2 separate regions of the Mus musculus genome follow, and region 2 is linked to region 1. The links are chromatin contacts, called in public promoter capture Hi-C maps. All regions are on one chromosome and are shown on one strand. Each heading gives the region's core, a stretch centred on a gene start, on an enhancer-like site or on the middle of the called end of the contact. The rest is flanking DNA. Distances are from core to core; before and after follow the strand shown. Region 1 holds the start of 4930593A02Rik (RIKEN cDNA 4930593A02 gene). Region 2 holds the start of P2ry1 (purinergic receptor P2Y, G-protein coupled 1).

What was found. Promoter capture Hi-C pulls out the DNA fragments that hold promoters and counts their contacts.
Region 2: a promoter capture Hi-C map of liver shows a contact between it and region 1, with 4 times the contacts expected there. The contact joins the promoter of P2ry1 here to the promoter of 4930593A02Rik in region 1. A contact is called at or near these places in 3 of 39 promoter capture datasets (liver and pre-B cells).

The regions. Positions count from the first base shown.
Region 1 is chr3:58,690,960-58,694,031 of GRCm38.p6, reverse strand. 4930593A02Rik (RIKEN cDNA 4930593A02 gene) reads right to left here and starts at 1,443. Exons shown (of 9, transcript NR_045167.1): 1 at 1,411-1,443. It overlaps Siah2 (siah E3 ubiquitin protein ligase 2), which reads left to right and starts at 1,644. Exons shown (of 2, transcript NM_009174.3): 1 at 1,644-2,636. The coding sequence starts at 2,217.
Region 2 is chr3:61,001,291-61,004,362 of GRCm38.p6, reverse strand. It overlaps P2ry1 (purinergic receptor P2Y, G-protein coupled 1), which reads right to left and starts at 1,578. Exons shown (of 2, transcript NM_008772.5): 1 at 1-1,578. The coding sequence starts at 921.

The sequences.
Region 1 (3,072 bases), core at 194-2,693:
GCCTGAGCGGTTTACCACTCCTGCTTCTGTCCTAGAATTTAAATGAGTAAGAACTCTTCTCAGGACAGTGGCTGGCATACACAAAGGGAATATTTGCAGGGTGATTAGGTGGCATGTATCACTAAGTTTTTCTCTACAACTTTAGATAACCCAGTTACTCATGAAGTCTTTCTAGATTACAAAATTTAACTTTGTTTTTTTTTCTTTGAGCAGATTCTATTCATTGACTCTAATAATAAATATTCACTGTTATTTTTAAACTACGGCTATCATTTACAAGGTGGCTATGATGGATGAGGTTCTACAAGAATGGCACAGAGAAACTCAAATTGTTTAAATTCACTTTTACAGAGTAGGAGACTGGAGCCAGGAAGGTGGCTCAGGAGGGTAGTGGTGCCTGCATCAAGCCTGCCAACTTGAGAAAGTCGACTCCCACAAACCTGTCCTCTGACCTCCACGTGTGCACACAAGACAGTCACAAACTAAGTCAGGATATTAAAAAGAATTTCGCTCGAAGTCACAGGGCACTATTTTACCCTATCCTGACTAATCTCTGTTTTCCTACAAAGAGTATCAATACTAGCTTTTTCCAATTCCAGTGTCATCAGTTCAGGCATAAAACGCTTGCCATAGCAATTGTGTGCAGGGTATGTCCATTATACGGTTCACTCCAAACTCTCAGGCGCTCTCTAATTCTGGGGTTCTGAATGGTGAAGAGTACCTGGAAATAAGTTTTACTGAGACTAGGGGAACCCTCGGAGAGTTCTCTTATTGCTAGACCGGAAGGTAGGCTGTAGATGTCCCCTGTCCCACCCCCACCACACTTAAGGTTTATTTTTATTTATGGGCATGTGTGTATATAATGTGTACTGGTACCAAATGGTATCAGATCCCCTGGAGCTGGGGTTACAGGCAGTTGTGGGTGCTGGGGACCAAAGTCTGGTCCTCTAAGAGTAGTATGTTGAGGCGTCCCTCCAGCTCCCGTGGGTGCCTTTTACACCTCTAAGATGGGGATCTTAGAGACTTTCCATATGTCGGGTGTACAAAGACAACTCAGGAAGAATCCAGCACCAATCCTGTCAAGCTGAGGGTTGGTAAGGGGTAGGTTGACCTCACCCATTTCCTTCTTCCCAAAGCCCCAGGTAAGTAAGCTAAAAGCCTAAGGTTTGGACCAGGACTAGACGTTAAGGACTCAGGCACCAGAGGGTCTCCTGTCATTTGGGGCCTCACAAACCCAACCCACGTGTATGGTATTCCTTGGAGGTTTTAATTCTCCATCGAGTCAGAGTTGTCAAAGAGGTTCAGGTTCTCTCAATCAGAGGCGGCCAATTCCAAGAAGCTTTCGCCAGTGGGCTTTCGAAGGAAAACCTAGCGTTAAGGTCCCAACCACTGAAGAGCCCACCCTCGTACCTAACTGCCGGGCCACACCCGAGGCCTTCGCGCGGCTCCCGCCCGACTCCGGGTCCCGCCCCCGCGTGTCAAGCTACCGGCCGAGTAGCCTGATCGCCAGCTGCTCCAGCGCGTCAATGGCTAAAAGAAACGTGGGATTCCGAGCCCCGCCCCCCGCCCCGCCCAGCCCCGCCCCGCCCCCGGCGCACTCGCGCGCCCTCCACGCCCACGCCGGGCCAGCAGTTGCCCTTCTAGCTGGAGTCGGTGCGGGTCGGCGTAGGTCCCCTGGGAAGGGTCGGGAGACTCGGGCTACGTCCTTTCCCTGGGCTGCCGGCTTCCACTGTCGCAGAGAAGCGACCCCACGCGGCGGCGATCGACTCATTCAAGGGCTCCCAGCGAGGAAACCGCTCGGGCGCTGCCAGCTGGGTCGGGCGGAGCTGCGCGGGCCGCAGGGTGGCTCTGCCAGTCCCTGAGTGCCGGGTCGGCCGCACACGTGTCTTAGCGTCACGTCCGCGCGCGCCCCCGGGGCTTGCGTCAGCTGCCGCTCCTGAAGCGAGTGGGCCAGGGCTCTGCGCACCAGAACGCCGCCGGAGGAGGGCACCGCACGGCCGCGAGCCCCGAGAGCGACGACCATCCGGGTGCCGCCGAGAGGATCGGCGCGGTCCGGTCCCCGCCCTCCCGGTGCCGGTCGGGTCCGCGCTGGGTCCCCCGGGCTGGGCGCCGTGGCGTTGCCCCGGAGCCCGCCACCCGCGGGGCGCGCACCGCCTTAACCCGGGCGGCCCCGCGGCAGGCAGACGCCCGCAGGTCCATGGTGGGCTCGGAGCGCGATGAGCCGCCCGTCCTCCACCGGCCCCAGCGCTAACAAACCCTGCAGCAAGCAGCCGCCGCCGCCTCAGACCCCGCACGCCCCGTCCCCGGCTGCGCCCCCGGCCGCCGCCACCATCTCGGCAGCGGGCCCCGGCTCGTCCGCGGTGCCCGCCGCGGCAGCGGTGATCTCAGGCCCCGGAGCCGGCGGCGGGGCCGACCCGGTGTCCCCGCAGCACCACGAGCTGACCTCGCTCTTCGAGTGCCCGGTCTGCTTTGACTATGTCCTGCCCCCCATTCTGCAGTGCCAGGCCGGGCACCTGGTGTGTAACCAATGCCGCCAGAAGTTAAGCTGCTGCCCGACGTGCAGGGGCGCCCTAACGCCCAGCATCAGGAACCTGGCTATGGAGAAGGTCGCCTCGGCAGTTCTGTTTCCCTGTAAGGTAAGTCCAGCCACCATCCGCAGATCTGCCAAGGAACCTTCCAGAGTTCCGGTGCCCTCCAGCGCACTTGAAGGCCCTAAGAGGCGAATGGCATTTCACTGTTTCCATCTGTCTGTCTGTCTTTCTCCTCTCCTCTCTCTCTCTCTCTCTCTCTCTCTCTCTCTCTGTCTGTCTCTCTCTCTCTCCTCCCTCTCTCTCTCTCTCTCTCTCTCTCTCTCTCTCTCTCTCTCTCTCTCTCTCTCTCTCTCTCTCTCTCTCTCTCTGGCGCACTCTCTCTGTCTCCGGTGTGTACGTGTGTGTACCTTGTCTATTGTTTCCAGGCCAACCTGTCCATTTTGGGAACTAGCAACTAGGGTTGACGTTTGCCGGAGCACTGACTGTAGATAAGTTGGCACTTGATGACGGTTTAGAAGCATCCCAGCTCTCCCAGCCAAGT
Region 2 (3,072 bases), core at 329-2,828, 2.3 Mb before region 1:
CTGATAAGTGGCATAAACCCTGTCGTTGAAATCACACATTTCTGGGGTCTGGAAATCCAACCGTGCTCGCAAATTCATCGTTTTCATCACATGGAAAGGGATATAAGACACAGCAAACACCGTCAGGACAATTATCACCAGGTAAATGGATTTCCTCCGGAGCGGAGAGTTGTCCAGGTCATTGTAAATCAAAGCTTTAACAATTAATCCATAACAGCCCAAGATCAGCACCAAAGGGATGCAGAACATGGCCACAGTCGTGCACATACTGTAGATGAAATAACTTCGCAGGTAATCATTGGACGTGGTGTCATAGCAGGTGACAGTTTTGTTTTTCCGAGTCCCAGTGCCAGAGTAGAAGAGAATAGGGGAGATGGCCACCACCACAATGAGCCACACCAGCACGCTGACATAAATGGCATTCTTCTTCTTGAGCCTGCCCAGAGACTTGAGAGGGTACACCACGCCACTGTACCTGTGTGCGCTGATGCAGGTGAGGAACAAGATGCTACCGTAGAGATTTACGTGGAAGATGAATCTCTGCAGCTTGCACATAGCATCCCCGAAGATCCAGTCAGTCTTGTTGAAGTAGTAGAAGATGAGGGCTGGTAGGGTGAGCACGTATAAAAAGTCAGCCAGAGCCAAATTGAACATGTACACGGAGATGCCGCTCCAAGGCTTCATGTGGAAAACGAACATCCAGATAGCCACGCTGTTGCCTAGGAAGCCTATGATGAACACTAAAATGTAGACAGCCGGCAGGTAGTAGAACTGGAAACCGGTCTTGGTCAGGGCACATTGGAATGAAGAGGAAACTGCTGCAGTTGAGGCGACAGTACTGTTTCCCCAAAGCGAGCCCAGGCCCGCCAGAAAGGCAGCATCCGTCCCGTTGGGGACAACCGACCAAGGCACCTCGGTCATCCTCTTCTTTCCAACTCAGGCAGCTACTAGAAAGGGCAGACCGCGGCGAGCGGGCAGCAGCGGCGAGAGACTCAGCGCGCATCGGAGGCGCAGGCCAGGGACCGCGCGCGGGAGTTCCCCACGGGTCGGAGCGCGCAGGGGCTCGCCCACGCCGGCTCTGGCCGCGCTTTTGTCGCGGGCCATGAAATTCGCCCGGAGCTGCGACCGATCTAAGCTGAAGGACGTGCGGGCAACTTCCCGGTCCAGCTGGCGGCGCGGAGGTTACACAACAGGACGCGCAGGGCACCTCCACCAAGTTTGCAAGTGCGCTCCCGCGCAGGGCGACTGATAGGCGCTGCTCAGAGCGCCTGGGGCGCGGCGGGTCAAGTCCAAGTAGTTCGGCTGTTCCCAGCGGCCCGAAGGCGCAGGCCAACCACCTCCTCTCTGATCAACTTTGCCTGGCCATCTGCCTACTCCCTACCTTGCAACCCGGGACCTTCACCAGGGACGCCGCGACTCTTCTTCCGGCCACATTCTGAGCCCGCGCTCAACCTTGGAGGTCTTTTGGAGAGCGCGTGGCCTCGGACCCTGGCGTACTACCTACCCTGTACCCCGCTCACAGTCCATGAAGGCTGCAGCTCGTCTCCGCGCTCGGCTGGGTCTCGAGTGCAGGGGGCAGGAGAGAAAGCCAGGCTCCCAGCGGGGTGGGCGGAGCCTAGGAGCCCGGGCGAGTCTGTGCTCCGCGGGGAGGCAAGGGGCGTGTCTCCGCCGTGCAAGCTCCGGGCCGCCGGCTCAGGGCTGGGCGCCCAGGGCGGGAGGTGGCCTCTGGAAGCAGAGATCGCGGTGCCCCTGCACGCCTGGCAAGGCCGCCACCACTCGAATCAGTGGTCAGAACAAAAGGTGCTCTAGGGCAGCGGTGGCTTCTGGCCAGCGTATGGCTGGAGGGGTTTCCTCGGTCCTCCACCAGCTAGCTCTGTAAAGTGAAGTTGCTGACACGCTGAAAACCTTCTGGACGCTGGCAGCGTTGTGTCTAAAGCTTTGAGCTGAGCAGTCTGAGACAGACATCTCCGGAGCCTCCCCGGAACTCGCAAGGTGTTTGCAGGCTCCAGACAACCAGCGGTTTGCAGGTGGGCACGCCCTGGCCCTGCACAGCGCCTTGCTTTGCCCAACGCGTGTAGGAACCTGCTGATCCCAGAGGGTGCCAGCTCTGAATGAGTGAGGGTGGTAAGCGGCATGGGCAAGTCGCTTTCTGCCCTTCATGTCTGTTTGTTTTTATTGTTGTTTGCTTTATCCAAATACTATTTTTTGCACTACTTAGAAAAATGCTAATACACCGGCATCACTGGTAACATTATTGTGAGAATGTACATAAGAACCTGGTCTAACTGCTTAGTTAACGCAGCACACATCATCAGTCCAACTTGACTGCTAACACTTGCTGGAAAGAACAAGCGCCCTCCCTCCAACCTCCAGTTACCATTTACATACATTTAAATAATAGAGACTACAGTGAAAATGATTCTGAATCAAGCTGAATATTAAACACAGCTTTATAAAGAAAGAGGGTTCATTTGTTGAGGGATAACTTTACAGTTTGGCTTTATTGTGAATCTTATTTCTTAAAATGCCTGTTCCTCTAGTAGATACCTTTCAAATTTAGACAGAGACCAATGTAATTATTTTATTTTTTGTAAATCTTAGTCTAGGGTTCCAAATGCATAAAAAATGTGGGCAATATATAAAAAAAAAGTGTTTAATTGTAAACTAAATGGATTGTTTCCTACCTGAAGACATGATTAAACAGACCCACCCAAGAATGGAACCAAGCCCTTCTTGACAATCTACTGATTAATGTATTTTATGTGCCATATTAACAAATACATTTTTTCTTGTAAAAAAAAAGTACGAGGATAGAATACCTTCGATTATATTCTATAGCCATTTCATTCTAGTTTCATATATTAAATGACTTTGTTCCCTTAAAAACACTCAAGGAGTTGGTGATCTGTCTCAGCCACTAAAGGCATTAGGCACTTACCGCCAAGCCTGAGGACTTGAGCTTGATCCCATTACTTACATGGTGGAAGGAAAGAACTGACTCCCACTTTCCTGATACCTGTGCACCCATATTGTGTCACTGTGGCACATGAGCATATGTGCATGTACACACAC